Regions from separate parts of the Ovis aries genome. Here region 2 is linked to region 1. Evidence: chromatin contacts called from public Hi-C data. All regions are on one chromosome and are shown on one strand. Each heading gives the region's core, a stretch centred on a gene start, on an enhancer-like site or on the middle of the called end of the contact. The rest is flanking DNA. Distances are from core to core; before and after follow the strand shown.

Region 1 (3,400 bases), core at 86-2,585:
ATAGATATTTTTGTCGAATTCTTTAAGTATATTTAAATAAACTGACATTAAATATCACATAAACATATCCATAACTAGAGATACGTTAAAACACTGGATACTTAGTATACCAAACACTCAAAATAGACTTTTTGAGCACAAATCTGGGAAGAGAGTATAGACGTCTAGCAACAGCCTTGAACAAAGCCCAAATACCTCTATTAAATCTGGGACCACAACCTTCTGCAAAACCTATGATGATAAAGTCTAAATCCATATTCTTCTAACTTCATAGCCTTATCTGAATTCGAAAGGAAAACAATGCGAGAGTATTGTAAGCAGTCCTAAGAAGGAACATCTGAACTCTAGATCATTTAGCAAGTACTGAAAGCAATGGCACCCCAAAGCTGAACTTTAATGATGAGTCAGTGACAATTAACATTCAACTTACTATTTAGCAACATGACAATATAAGCCCCATTCAAAACTCGGACCTACTTTCAAGTTACCTTTTGATTAAACATTAACTCTATAGTGGTAGATTGGCAATGTCAAAACGGTAAGGTTAAGAGATAACATATTAAACCGCGTATCCAATTTAGAACAATGCATGTTGAGATACTACTGCTACTGAGTATCTATCAGCGGTACCCGTCCCTTCTAAAGAGACAAATCAAAGCTCGCCTTCCAACCGAAATGTGGTTACTTAGCGAGTTCATCTCTGGATTAAGAACAAACACTTTGTATAGTCACACAAGTAAGAAAGAAATGTTAGGAGACGGTGACATTCACCTCTTCCATTAAGTATACAAAACTATGGTAACCCTCGAGACCTGAGCGAACTAAACTATCCCTCATTCCAAAAGACACACTCTGGAAAAGCACATAATGGTTTATGAGTCTTGTCCTTCGCTTTAATCAAAAGGATGAGCAAGTAAACACTTCCATCACTATTTTAAGGTGGAAACACTCAACCACTTAATAAAGCTGACTATCAATTGCTAGAAAACTGTAAGAAAAGAACTAAGTTTCAGACAGAATCATCTAAATAAAAATCCCATTCCCCCGATTCAAGGTTAATGAGACCGGAGAAGGGATATGGGAGGAGGAAAAAAGGAAGCTGCCTCATCCTTGACTGAAGACAGGTTTTTGCCCTTTCCCATTACCTCTGTTTTATCAGCAGGTCTCGTATTTTAAGATCCTGGTATTTCAAAGTCTCTTATTCAAAGGGGAGGTGGAGAAGGGGTGTAAAATAAAATCAATACTCACTGCTAACTTTCATGCTGCCAAAAGCTGAAGGCTGCTGCACTGGCTTGCAGCTCTCCGCAAAGGAGGTGGTTCTGGGCCGCCCTGACATGATCACTCTTTTACCGAATCACCTTTTTTCCTTCCTTCCTCCTTTTCTTCCTTTTGTTTTATGTTGGGGTGTTAGGTTAATGATAAATGCAGCATTAAGTTTTCCCACAGGAAAAAGACTTCGTCCTCTTGCCTTTTCACTCCTTTTGTACAGCTATTTAAAAAAGCGAGCGATGTATTTCTCCTTGAAGACAGATCAGTACGGATATTTAACATATAGACGATCCGGGGCTGGGAAAAAATTACAATTCTTTCCCCTCCTTTTCCTTGGAGGGCAGAAATGGGTGGGAGATCCTAAAAAATATATATCACGTGAAACGGGGACAAATACTGGATTGAAAATAAGTACTCTGAATATTATATTTTCCTCGGGGATTTTTTTTCCGAGTCAATGAAGAAGGGAAGCGGCGGAAGGATCACGAGTCTCACGCTTGAAAAGAAGGGGGGATGGGAAGGAGGGAGGGAGAGGGAGGGGTGGCTCGGAGATGCGTCGGGAAACGCTGCGGCTCCGGCAGCGGCAAGGATCCGGCGGGCTGACGGTGGGGGCCCGGCGAACTGGAAGGCGGCGGAGTCGCGAGTCAGTCAGAGTCGGGCGGTGGCGGCGGCTCTTCCCCTCATTGCGCCAGGAGCAGCTGCAGGCGGCGGCTGGATCCAGCGGCCATGGCGGCGGCGGCGGCGGAGGCAGCTCCCTTCAGACCCCAGGCAGCGGCTCCTCGACTGCTCCCCATACGCCGGGGACATGGGAACCCGGCAACCGCTTCCGTCCCTCGGGGGCCCCCTCCCCCGTCCAAGGCACCAGCGCGGCCGCCCTCCCGCCCCTCGCTTCTGCACAGTCCCGCTCAGGAAGTGTCCGCGCTTTGCCCCCAGTCCGGAGCCCTGTCAGCGGCTGCGGGGTCGGCTCCTCCTCGCTTCCTTCCTTCCTTCCTTTGTCACTCGGCCCGGGCGGCGGCGGCGGCGGCGGCAGCAGCAGCAGCAGCAGCAGCAGCACGAGCCCGCATTCGCCCGGGTCGGGGGCTGCTCTCTGTGAGGAGTGCCGTCTGCGCAGCCGCCTAGCTCTTCCCCACTCCCCCTCCCCCCTCCTACTCGTCCTCCGCCTCCTTCCTCCCCCACCCAGCCTTACACCGCCCAGCGCCCCGCCGCCCGCGTAAGAGGCGTCTGGGAATCGCCGGCCGAGCGGGGCGTCCGCCCCCTTCGACAGGGGAGCCGAAACCCGAGCGGAACCAATCACGGATGTCGTTTGTTTGCGGATCCTCCCGGAAAAAGCCGATCGACCTGAAGAGCCAATCAGAAAGTGTCGCTGGAAATTCACGCCCAAGGACGGAAAATGCCGAAGATAGCCGACCGAGGAAAAGGTGGGTTCGCCTTGTTCTGTGGCTGGCTGGAGGAGAAATTCGGCAGTGACCAATCAGAGTCGCTGGCCCTCAGGAAAAGCTTGAAGAGTTAAGGACAGTGAAGCCCGGAGTCGCTGGCGAAACCGCACGGCTGGGCGCCGTGGCCGCTTTGTAATTGGCCGAAACTCCGCTGGGAGTGCAGCACCCTCGGTGATTGGTGAAGGGAATGGGGCTTCCGAGGACAGTCTGGCCAGTCAGGACGCCTCCTCCCTCGCCGAGGTGGGGAGAAGTAGAGAGCGAAGGGAGGGCGTCTATAAAGCGCTTTTTCATTGGCCTGAAGCTCAGGAGCTGGAATGGGGGCAAAAGGGAAAGGGAGGGAGGCCGAAACTCGTAGCAGTAGCCAATCTGCACTCGCTGCTGTCTAATCGCAAGACCTAGCTGCAGTATGATTGGCCTTCAGCCTCCGGCGGCAGTCCTAGGAGCGGGGAGAAGCGCGACTGGGGTCGTGGCGGACGGTCTGACGGCCTCGCCTGCGGCTACTCGCAGCTGGTGTGGAAACCGCATATAGGGAGCGCGAGGCGGTGCGAAACTGGTGTGGTCGGTGGCGCTGGGTCCCTCGCTCCAACAAACTGATTGAGGGGCTTTCCCCACCCACTGGAGGCTCTCTGTGGGGCGGGGCTAATTCTGCGCGCCCGGGGTTCCCCTCCGCCCGGGAGAGCGCATCCCGAGTACGG
Region 2 (3,670 bases), core at 865-3,364, 240 kb after region 1:
TTGCCACCTTTCTTGTTGCTTACTTTCTCACTATGCTCTAGTACAATGTCCTCCTTTCAAAATTTTGGCCTTCAGTCCCTCTTGCCTCAGGGTTTTCAAGTGCACCGTTCCTACAGCCTGGACTGATCCCATCCCATCCTCGTTAACTCCTAACTCTACCTTTAAAAGTTCACCTCAAACGCTACTTGCTCAAACCAAACTAAGTTACTTCATTTCAAAGCACTCCTACTTCTTCACAAAACTTATAACAATTGTAATTAGATAATGCAGTTAACAGCTGTTTAACCTCTCCTCTGTTACAGTGCCCCAGGAGGGCAGGATCCCTTTCATCACTGCATCCCCAGCACCTAGGACAGTGCCAGACACAAGGTAGGTACCTCATAAAAATCTGCTGGTGAGTAAACAAAGGGACATCTTGTCCAAACGCCTTCCTTTGCAGATTAGGAAACCGTAGTCAGGATATGTTAAGTGACTTGCCTAAGCTTGGGACACCAAGAGTTCTCACTCTCACTTCAGTGTTTTTTTCACTGCACTGAACTCTGAGATCCCTTTGACTCTGAGCTCTAATATCTGGTTATCTCAGAAAACTCAGTAAAGGATGCAAAAGTAGTTTACAGATGGTAGTTACTTTTCTTTCACTTTGGACAAAACACTTGCTCTTGCTTTGTTTCTCACTTTTTGTAAGGGACTTTTGTTACTTCTCTGCTTCCTTTTTCCATTTAATTCAACATATATTTACTGAATAATCCAGTCAATGAGGCAGATCTGTAAACACGGAGTTACAATCAATAAGGTTAAGTGCAATGGCAGGGTGCAGGAGGTACAAAAGAAGTACAGTTTAGACAATAACTAATTGTTGTCCAGGAAGCAGTAAAGGAAAGAAACAAAGAAATGGCCTTCAAAACAAGTTTTGAAGGATGTACAGGAGTTTGCCAAAGTGCAAGCAACATTCCAGACAAAGGGAACAGCAGTACAGAGGAACTGTACCCATTCAACACATATTTAGTCAGTGCCTACAAGGTAAAGCGCACAGATTAGTGAATTCCACAAATACTGGAATACCACAAAACCACAAATTGCTGGTATCGCTACAGAGAGAACGGATGGAGCAGGAAATGTAGTGAAAAGCAAGGATCAGCTCCGAGTACCTGATATGTCACGCTACAAAACACAAACATTGGTTTATAGGCATGGAAAACCACCCAAGACTTCGGAGTAAAGAAGTGACATCCGCGGATTTACATTTGCTCGAGTGTGTGCTCGGCTCGGATCACTCCCCCAGACTCCAAAAGACGACAGAAAAACTGTCTTTTATACAACAAACCAAACGCTGCTGTCACACCCATGACCTTATTAGATCTTCACTCCAGCTCCACGAGCTGGCAGGGCAGTCCTCGCAGTTAGAGTTCAAAAAGAGCCTGAACTAAGATGGGTACGTGACCCCCACGGCGCCAAGGCCAGGTGGGGGACTCCGGAGCTCCCGGACCCCGTCCCGGGCCTCCCTACTCTCAGGAAGGCACCCGCTCACCTCCTCAAGTTCTCGATCTCGGCCGGGATGCTCTGAAGCTGGTTGCCGCCGAGGCTGAGGGTCTGCAGCGCGCGCAGCTCCAGCAGCGAGGTGGGCACCTCCTGGAAGCAGTTCCCGCTGAGGTTAAGCACCTGGAGGCTGCAGCAGAGCGGTGACTGGGCCAGGCCCTTGGGGAGGGCCCCCGGGCCGCCGAGCCGGTTGTTCTTGGCCAGCAGCGTGCGCAGGCCGCGCAGCGCCAGCAGCTCCGGCCCCAGAGCGGTCAACGCGTTGCCGCTCACGTCCAACAGCTGGAGGTGCGGGAAGCCGCTGCCCAGCGCCCGCGGCAGCGACACCAGACGGTTGTGCGGTAGCAGCAGCCGCAGCAGCGCCTCCCGCGCGCCGCGCCGCTCCTCGCCCCGCGCCTCCAGCTCCGACTCCAGCGTCTCGAGAGACACGCTGAGGCGAGACAAGTTCAGTTCGGCCTCCCAGGCTGTGGCCACAGCCGCTCCAGCCTCCTCCATCCCCGCCGCCGCAGAGGGCCGCGCTCGACCCACAGGCCGGGAGCTCTGCGGCGCCCCGGAACCTGAACCGCGGGCTGCGTCGGAAGTGGCGCGGACGGGCGCTAACCCCGCGCGCCCCCGCCGAGTCACACGACGCGAGGCGGCTGGGTGCGCGCGCCGCTCGGGGGCCGGGCTCCGCCTCACGCGGCACTGGGCGCGCGGTGCGGTCGGGGCGCGCCGGACAGGGGCGGAGACCGGGCGTCCTCGGCGCTACCCAGTTATCCTCGGAATCCGGCAGTGTGTGGGCCGCCACGCTTTATAGTCTTTGGCGTCGGCTGACCTGCCCCCGGGGTCGAGGACCGCCTGGGTAAACAGCCCGGGAACAGTTTAGTTGTTTCGTTTTGAGGGTTCGCGCGTCATGGTGCCCTGGCTTCTCGGTTCCTACCCAGTTTAGGAGTGGGGCGCCGGGTCTGCGGGATTCAGCGAACGCGCAGGAATGTGGTGATTCACCTCCGTGACTGCAAGGCCCAGGAATTTCAAGTCCCGGGATTAACCAAGACGACTTTGAAGGGCGGAGGCAGCTGGACTAGAAAATCAGAACTCTTTAGGGTCTTACCTGGGGTTCAGCTCTTAAATAGCCTTATTTCCTCGTACAAGGGATTTAATTTCAGTTTCTCCACCCATAAAATACGGATAATCCTTGCCCTCCTTGCCCTACAGCATTTTTTAAAGGAATGTGTATCAAATAAGGGACTTACGCCATTTTAGCTGAAGTACTGTGGTTTTTTGGTTTAAGTTGAAGTGGCTGGAAATGAATCTGGGAGCCATGGAGGAGTTTTAGTTAATTCGAGACAGCTCTAAGTAATCGATCAGTTTAAGAACGCGGAAAGCATTGTGGATTGCCATTTCCTTCTCCAGATTAATGTTTTACTTCAGGGCAAAAACCACAATTTAACTGTGAAAATCTACACTCTGGCTTTAAGTCAGTATTTCTAATTAACATTTTCTACCTGACCCTTAACTAAATCTTTTATGAAATTGCTTTTTATAATTTTGGAAAGTCATGAATAGAAATAAAAATATTTAGTGTCTTTTTTACAAAGTTTATCCATAAAAGTGTTAAAAGATTGTGTGTAACCAATTCCATTAAATTGCTTTCTTCCTGAAAAGGAGAATAAAGTGCTTTTTTCTTGCCAGTCATTTGTGTTTTTAAAACCTAGTGAATTTGAAACCTGTTTCAAAAGGGCCCTTTTAAAAATTAGACTGTCCTTACTTTGGATCAAGATTACGTTAGCAGGAACCTAATACGTGAAAATTGCAAATATTTAATACAGTTTTATGCTCTTAAAAATGTGAATGTGCCTGTGATAAAAAATAAACTTACAGGAATGTAATATAAAATGAGAAAAAAGAATTCAAATATGATTCAGAAATAGAGAAGATCACAAATCAGTGAAATTAAGGGAAGAAAGACAAAAATAGTCTCAGAGACTGAAGCTACTAGTAGAAAGTTTTAAAGCTATGTTGAGAGTAATGGAAGGATCCCCCTATTTTCATAGGAACCCTCTCTATCTCAGGTACTTTGTTGAAGCCAAATGGGTCTAAATAAAGCAGCATCCCTCCATAATCTAGTGGGCCTTGATACTATCCAGTCAACTTGGAG

Evidence for each region. A called contact is a pair of places that touch in the nucleus more often than the background predicts.
Region 2: a Hi-C map of hypothalamus shows a contact between it and region 1, with 5 times the contacts expected there. The contact joins the promoter of LRRC58 here to the promoter of GSK3B in region 1. A contact is called at or near these places in 3 of 16 Hi-C or Micro-C datasets (hypothalamus, skin fibroblasts and tail adipose tissue).

The regions. Positions count from the first base shown.
Region 1 is chr1:185,714,245-185,717,644 of ARS-UI_Ramb_v3.0, forward strand. It overlaps GSK3B (glycogen synthase kinase 3 beta), which reads right to left and starts at 1,336. Exons shown (of 11, transcript NM_001129740.1): 1 at 1,249-1,336. The coding sequence starts at 1,336.
Region 2 is chr1:185,954,677-185,958,346 of ARS-UI_Ramb_v3.0, forward strand. It overlaps LRRC58 (leucine rich repeat containing 58), which reads right to left and starts at 2,115. Exons shown (of 4, transcript XM_004002953.6): 1 at 1,529-2,115. The coding sequence starts at 2,028. It overlaps LOC132660086 (a long non-coding RNA gene), which reads left to right and starts at 2,187. Exons shown (of 3, transcript XR_009601307.1): 1 at 2,187-3,670.